2 separate regions of the Hordeum vulgare genome follow, and region 2 is linked to region 1. A link is a contact called in public Hi-C data. All regions are on one chromosome and are shown on one strand. The core of a region is the stretch at or near the end of the contact, and the rest is flanking DNA. Distances in the headings are between cores, read along the strand shown.

Region 1 (3,681 bases), core at 497-2,996:
CTTAAACGGCTTAGAATTGTGGCACGGAAGACGTTTCGAACATCGCGGGACATACGAGATGTTCCAAGGGATGAAATTGGGATTTCAGGTTAGTGCCCTTGTTGAGAGGTATGAGACCTCCGGCTAGAGGGTTTGAGGTTGCCTCCTCCCCTCCCTCCCTCCTATATATACTAGAGGAATTAGAGGCAGCCCTAATCCTAATTGCCACGTGTTCCCTCTACTTCTCTCTAGATCAGTTTCTCCTCTAATCTAATTCGGCGGTGCTCAGGTGAAGCCCTGCTGGATCAGTTCACCACCACCACCACCACGCCGTCGTGCTGGAGAACTCATCTACCTCTTCGCCCCTCTTGCTGGATCAAGTAGGCGGGGATCGTCATCGAGCTGTACGTGTGCTGAACACAGAGGTGTCGTCCGTTCGGCACTAGAGAGGGACGGATCATGATGAGATCGCGGGACGAGCTGCGGTTTGAATCACGAAGATGTTCCACTACATCAACCGCGTTATATACGCTTCCGCTTAGCTATCTACAAGGGTATGTAGGTTCATTCCCCCCTCTCGTAAATGATCATCACCATGGATAGGTATTGCGTGTGCGTAGGAAATTTTTTGTTTCCCAAGCAACGTTCCCCAATAGGTTGGGCAACGTAGCGGTCAAGCGAGCTACGAACGCAGCAGACGGGCGTGCATAGCGGCGGCTGCAGGTGTAGCCAGTCGAGGCAGGCGGCAGCTACGGCTGGAAGGGGGCAGCGGCGGCCGAACGAGGAGGTGTCGTCGGTGGCCGAACGAGGAGGGGGCGGTGGCGGCCGGACGGGGAGGTGCTGGCGGCGGCCGAACGAGGAGGGGCGACAGTAGCCGGTCGAGATAGAAGACGGTTGCGATCGTACGAGGAGAGGGCGACATCAGTCCGTCGAGGCAGGCGACGACTACGGCCAAACGAGGAGGGGCGGCGACAGTCGGTCCAGGAGGACGTCCAGCCGACGGCTGCGGCTGCCGAACGAAGACGAGGAGGACGTCCAGCAAGGGGCGGAGACGAGGAGGCCGTCGGGGAGCGTTAGATCCTGACGGGGACGGCCAACGACGAACGGAGACGGCCGGCGACGAGCGAGTCCTAGAGCAGGCACCGAGTTGCATCGTGCGAGAGAGACGCTAATCTAGTATGTGGTATCATGTTGGATAATGAGCAACTAACATTCACAAAGGGATTAAAGGACAACACATGTACTCCATCCGTTCATAAATATAAGTCTTTTAGAAATTTCACTATTAAACTACATATGTATGTATGTAGACATATTTTAGAATGTAGACTCATTTATATTACTCTGTATGTAGTTCTGTATTGAAATGTCTAAAAAAGCTTATATTTAGGAATGGAGGAAGTACATGTGAGGTAAAATGCAGAAAACCTTTTATACAATCAAAATATATCAAAAAGAAACTATACACATCTAACATATAACACACAATATTGTTCTTTGTGTAATATAAATACATACCAACCGACAGATTCTCCCCCATCTCTATCCTCTCTCCTCTCGTATATCGGTATATGCATAGCCTCCTAATTATGGTCAACATGTAAGTTAAGATAACAAAATAACACAGTTTCGGAGTAGCAAAAGGCTGCAAATGCATGATTAGTTAGTTGTCAGTGTTGGGGGGTCCAAATTACCCTACTACTTTTAGCAGGACATGACAGCGGACAGCACGGCTGGGCTCCATTTCCACGATAACATCACTTTCCATGACCCCCTTTTAATTCGTAAACAAAAGCTATTTAATGCTGTGCCGGATATGTACATGCATGACTGCAACTCGCACTACCACTCTAGTCTCCCAGATCTTATTCGTATAGTCAAGCTATAAGTGCAAACTACGGCACATGAGAGAGCCACGTCACCATATTTTCGGATACATGTAGAGAAGTCATATAGTGTACACCATACCTATAGCACAACCCTTAAAACTTTTTTGTTTTTGCCTACAATTCTCTTGTTTCAAAAGGTTTGCATATATACTCTTTCACCATTTTTTGATGATAATAGAAGATTCATTCATGCGCCAGTCCTGTACATATCTAGTCCACACAATCGAGCTATCGATATAGGAGTATCTCATATACTTATCCATCTTAATTATGCTGAAAAAAAATCCTTGATTAATTATGGCTGTGGTTAACCTGCAGGCCCCGGCCAGTTGCCACCCTTGTTGACAAGCCATCAATTAATTAAGAGGGTCCAATCCGTAATAATACTAATTAATCTCCTGTCCCTACATGATGTGAGGCCGCACCTTCCACCCATATGGTCCCCGTCCATGCATCATGCATGAGTGTCACTCGTCGTAGTGTAGCGCTTTTAGCAGCTAGCTGCCGCTAGCGTACCACTGCACAGTTTTCTTCTTAGTTTCTTTCCGGTGTCACCATACATGCCCTGTCTGTGCATGTATCCGTCGACATCGGCGTAATCTCGTCAATCCCTTCACGCTTGTATACATCACGTACACTGTCCTAAGAAATTTGTATGCATCGCGTACGTACACGTACGATGACGCATCAGTGTGTGCTCGCTCGTACACATGCTTGTCCTGCTGGCAAGCGTTAATACGTACGCGTATTTTATTTGTGTACGTGCCTATCACTGTAATAATACAATTAATAATAAACATAATAAAGACTTGTGCGCATTATATCTCTAGCTGGCTGGCCAGCCGTATTGATAATTCTTTGCAGGTTTGTATGCTCGTGTATTGTTGTACTTGTTGTATATATATAGCTGGTGCATGCCCATGTACGCGCGTGCATACATTATGAAGATCACATGCATGATATCTACATGCGTGGTCCATTCTCTCCATCTTTGTTGGAAATTTTGCACGGTCCGTTCATTTTCGTCTACATATCCTCAAGGCTAGCTAAGATCACAAGTGTCCACTGGTGTAGCTCGAAGAGGGAGTGTACGCGTGGCCTCCAGTAGTATACGTAGCTATAGTATCCTCCTGCCATGCACGCCAGCGTCTTGTTCAGACGTCGTTTTTCCTGGCCATGAGTATCTCCATCGGGTCCTAGGATGAGTGCTTGGAAATAAAAGATGCCAGCTATGAATGGCCTAGCTTTTCTTGCTAGTTGCTAGCTAATTGATACGTATGCATGCGCATGGACATATTCCACGTTACCGAATGTTCATCAAGAATTATGGGACAGACAGTTCATTCAACCCTGTTTATAAGACAAGAATTTCACATGCATGGAAATGTTCAATTTTCATCCCATAAGACCCACCAAATAAAACCAACCACCACATCGAAACCGTATGACACCCACAAATTGCAGCCGAACTGAGCATACCTGACCTAAAAGCATCAAATGGTCGAGCAAATACACACAAACAGATACACAAGAAAAAAATGATTTTTTCAGAAAAAACTAGTAGTAACATATTTTTTGTGCAACAACTTATCTCTTTGGCTATGGCGAAGATTTTTTTTTTGTTTGGCTTTGGTGAAGAAACGAAGCAGTGCCCATGACGCATTGATGCACCACCTATATTATTTCTACCGCCTGCAATAGTGTACACGCTTATTAATTATCTATTTTAAACACATTATGATTGATGCTAAAGTGACTGCAAGGTATGTTCTCCTCACAAAACCATTATGCAGTTAGCGTGATGTTACTGTTA
Region 2 (3,681 bases), core at 625-3,124, 130 kb before region 1:
TTCTGCTGATCTGCTCTGCTCCATGTATGGCAGAACATAGTACCTAGATATGCTCAAAAGACAAGGGCATTCTTTGTAAGTCTTTATCATACATGTCTGATGCTGCTTGCAGCTGTTGCTGCGGCTGCTGATTCTGGAACCAAGAAGCACATATCCCCTCCATGTTGAACTGGCTCTCTGCTTTGATCACATCATCGTATAGTGACTGGCTCTGGTTCTGCATCGCTGTGGTTGCCTCTGCAAAGGTTCCATGAAGCAAGTCAGGCCACTTGAGTTCCTCCACTAACTGAACTCTGGTATCTTTTTCTTGCCCAACTCCGATATCTGTCCATGGGAATACACTGTTCTCCAGAATTGAGTTCGTGCTCTGTGGCTCGAACCCCATGCTGTTGCTTCCGCTGCTCCCGGTGCTACCGCTGCTGCTAGGATTAACACCATCCCAGTAGAAAGGGGCACTGCCGATGCCAGTGCCCCCATGGCGGTGATTGTCTGGTGGGAGGTTCAGTCCCATCGGAGTCGAGAGGGCTGATGGTGAAACTGTTGGCATCACAGTGGAGATTGTGCTGCAGTTGAAATCATTCTGGTTAAACCAGAGTGAGTTCATATTTGCACCATCTCCACTGCCACACTCGTTGCTGTAGCCTAATTGCTGCTGGAAAGGAAAATACAGCGTTGGACCTGATGAACGGCAGCTTGATGGGCTCTCATGACCAGCAGTAAGCTGCTCCAGGAACAACTCCTTTGCTGGCACCTTAGGTCGTGCCAAGCTTGGAGTTTCAGGGCGCTTCTTGTCATACACCGGCAGCAGCATTGACGATTGGGCTGTCTCGCTGAGGAGGTGACCGAAGTTCCCTAGAGCACCAGTGCTTGACGGGTTGACGTCACTGGAACCAGAGGTCCTCTCGTTGCTGATGGTGGGAGCTGCTCCACTGCGATCAGCCTCGGTGAGGGGCTTGTGGGTGTTGGGGTCAATGCCCTTCTGCCGCAGCTTCTTCTTGAGGGACGAGTTCCAGAGGTTCTTAATCTCATTGTCAGTCCTCCCAGGCATCTGTGCTGCAATTTGAGACCACCTTCTCATGGAAAAAAAAAGAGGCGTATTAGTTGAATTATCAAGGTTTGCTCTGCAGTTACTAATGCTGAATTCTGTTAGGGTCCTCCAAGTGCAACTATAGGCTTAAAATTTACCTGTTCCCGAGCACAGCATGGAGTTCAACGATGAGGTCTTCCTCATCCTGAGCGAAGGCACCTCTCTTAAGGTCTGGCCTCAGGTAGTTTATCCACCTCAACCTGCAGCTCTTGCCACACCTTTGGAGCCCTGCAGCAATTTACGAGGCATATTTAGATAATTGGACTGACTAAGAGAGGGAAGCCTTCTTAGGAGGAGAAGGGAAAGACTGGAAGTTGGTAATTGACAAGAGTGAAATGGAGAGGATCAGTCTTTACTCACCTGCAAGTTTAGGGACAGAGCTCCAGCAGCCATGGCCATGCTTGGTTATGTGGTTCATGAGCTTCTCATCCTCCTCAGGGGACCAGAGCCCCTTCCTCAGCTTCTGCTTGTAGCAGCACGAATGCCTCCCCATTTCAGCGCAATGCAGAGCCCGCGAGCTTGAAATTCGCAGACCCGGCAGGTTCGCGGAACTTACACAGCCTGAAATTGCGCACAGCAGATGCCTCCTCTGGTAACACAGAGCTTCTTCAAGAATCCATGGCTGAAGGGGTGGGAAATGCAGAGGGTATAGTGACTTATATATGGAGAAATGATTGCTGGGGGCAGAATTGAGCAAGAAGAGCAACTGTATGTGTGTATGGTTGCAGATAGGAGATTTCAGTGGAAAGCAGGGAAAGGTTAGGGGGCACTCCTCTCCTTTTCTTTGCAGGACACCCCTCCCTTTAGCACCTTCTTTTAAAGGTGGTGGTGGTGGAGGTGGTTGCGAGAGGCGAAGGGGGGTTTAACCCTTCTTCACTTGGTTGCTTCCGGCTACGCGTGGGGGTACGCCTCGTCTCGTCATCTCTCCTAAGAATCTATGTCTGGTGCCAAAACCGGTGGGGTAGCCGCCTCCACCGATATTTTAATTGTCGCGGCCGCGGCCTCGTTTAAGAAATTGTACATTCATCTTCTCCTTCCTTGTGTGTTCTTTGAGCACAGGCCAGTGAAAGTAAAACGGGTCCGTCTGCCTCTGCATTATCAGGGAAGGGACTGCTTGCTCCTGCTCCGCCCATGGCGAATGACCACGACCTCCCAGAGCAGCATCGAGTGTACACCACTCCTCCTCCTCCTCCTCCTGCTGCTGCTAGAAGCCTTGTCTTTTTATTTATGTTGCCTTTCTTTTCTGCAGCTACTTCTACGTCACGGGTGTTCCATGCAGGGTAAAGCACACACACGGTTGGGGGAGGCGGCCATGCCCACCTTTCTTCTGCTGCTAATTAAACTCATCTTTGTTAGCTGCTGCTGCTGTGTGTTCGTGCATGTGCACCTCGTTTTCCCCCCACCTGCAAGATTTTATGTGTCAGACCCAAGCATTGTCCTCTATCTCCGTTGCTTTTCAGGTAAGTCACTGGATCACTTCTCTGTGGGGGAAAAGCCATCGTCAATCAATCATCACAGTTGGGGTCCTGGGGAGAAAGAGGTGGCACCAGATGTTCGTATTCCAGGACAGAGGGCATCTCCCTTTTGTTTACCCGGAGCAGCAAGCTCGCTGCTAGCTAGGCAATTTCCAATCAGAAATCTTTGCTTCTCCAATCCGGGACGGAGCACGTTGCCGCCGCTCAACCTGTCCGCGATCAGTGAAGAACCGGGCTTTCTATAATGACACAGGTACTACCAAGCATAATGATTTGCCTGCTGACTGTCGCTAGCGTCGTCAATGGATGATACGCCGATCATTGTAGAATGGAAATAAAAAAAACCTTTGTTTCCCAATTTCCTGATACAAAATAGGTCCATAGGAGGGGGGACAAATATTCGCGGCACAGTAGTATTCCCCAATGAGTCAGTCCATGCACGTATTATTGTTCCCATCCTTGCATGTCCAATACACAAAGGAAAAGAGTTTAATCCATGGTTCCATGATTAGGATCGTCTCGTAATGTCATCCTTGTGTGCCCATGTGATGGCCGATACTCGTCCCCATTAAACAAGACGCGGGCCGGGCACGAATCAAAAGCCATTGATGATTGATTGGGCGTTTTATTTAGTCCGGTTTCCAGCTGATCGTCTTGTCCTTTGATTCCCCATGCAGCGGATCTCATCCGTTCTGGAGGCTTGCATTGTCTGTTCTGATAGACCCTTGCATGTATTTGTTTATGGAGGTTTTGGAGCAATTAGCACATCTCCGCTTGTTTCGTATCGCAACGATTAAAACCTACCGGTGCGTGTCCGTGGGGGTTAATGTCACCATCCCTTCTTTCTCCATGCAGCAGGACTTGCGGTTGAGCCAGGATAAACCGACTTTTAGGTAACAACAACCTGCCTTTTGCTGGGCACTGCTCTAGCTGTTTCACTCACTAATTTGTTGGCTCTTGAGCTTTTCTTCCCTAGCAGCTCGCTCACTGGCGCACTCCAGGTGACCCTGCTGTCATGGTAAGGATGCAACTCTACGTTTAAATACGCCAAATGCGGGCGTAATTCTGATATTCTGAACCTTTCATCTGTATCTTACAGGTGCATGCATTATCTAGAAA

Evidence for each region. Hi-C and Micro-C count contacts between places; a contact is called where the count stands out from the background.
Region 2: a Hi-C map of seedling shows a contact between it and region 1, with 2.6 times the contacts expected there. The contact joins the promoter of LOC123424245 here to the enhancer-like site in region 1. A contact is called at or near these places in 2 of 6 Hi-C or Micro-C datasets (leaf and seedling).

The regions. Positions count from the first base shown.
Region 1 is chr1H:61,307,671-61,311,351 of MorexV3_pseudomolecules_assembly, reverse strand. No RefSeq gene overlaps it. Among protein-coding and RNA genes, the nearest start is that of LOC123424261, 130 kb to the left of the region's middle. Within about 2 kb of position 1,746, at least 3 of the 3 cell types and tissues checked have open chromatin away from gene starts, as enhancers often do. A contact at or near this core is called in leaf and seedling, where this site is marked.
Region 2 is chr1H:61,434,897-61,438,577 of MorexV3_pseudomolecules_assembly, reverse strand. It overlaps LOC123424245 (transcription factor MYB61), which reads right to left and starts at 1,874. Exons shown (of 3, transcript XM_045107947.1): 1 at 1,448-1,874; 2 at 1,186-1,315; 3 at 1-1,070. The coding sequence starts at 1,580. The coding sequence ends at 44. It overlaps LOC123424261 (a long non-coding RNA gene), which reads left to right and starts at 1,902. Exons shown (of 8, transcript XR_006621667.1): 1 at 1,902-1,990; 2 at 2,147-2,256; 3 at 2,337-2,367; 4 at 2,548-2,815; 5 at 3,418-3,455; 6 at 3,542-3,580; 7 at 3,662-3,681.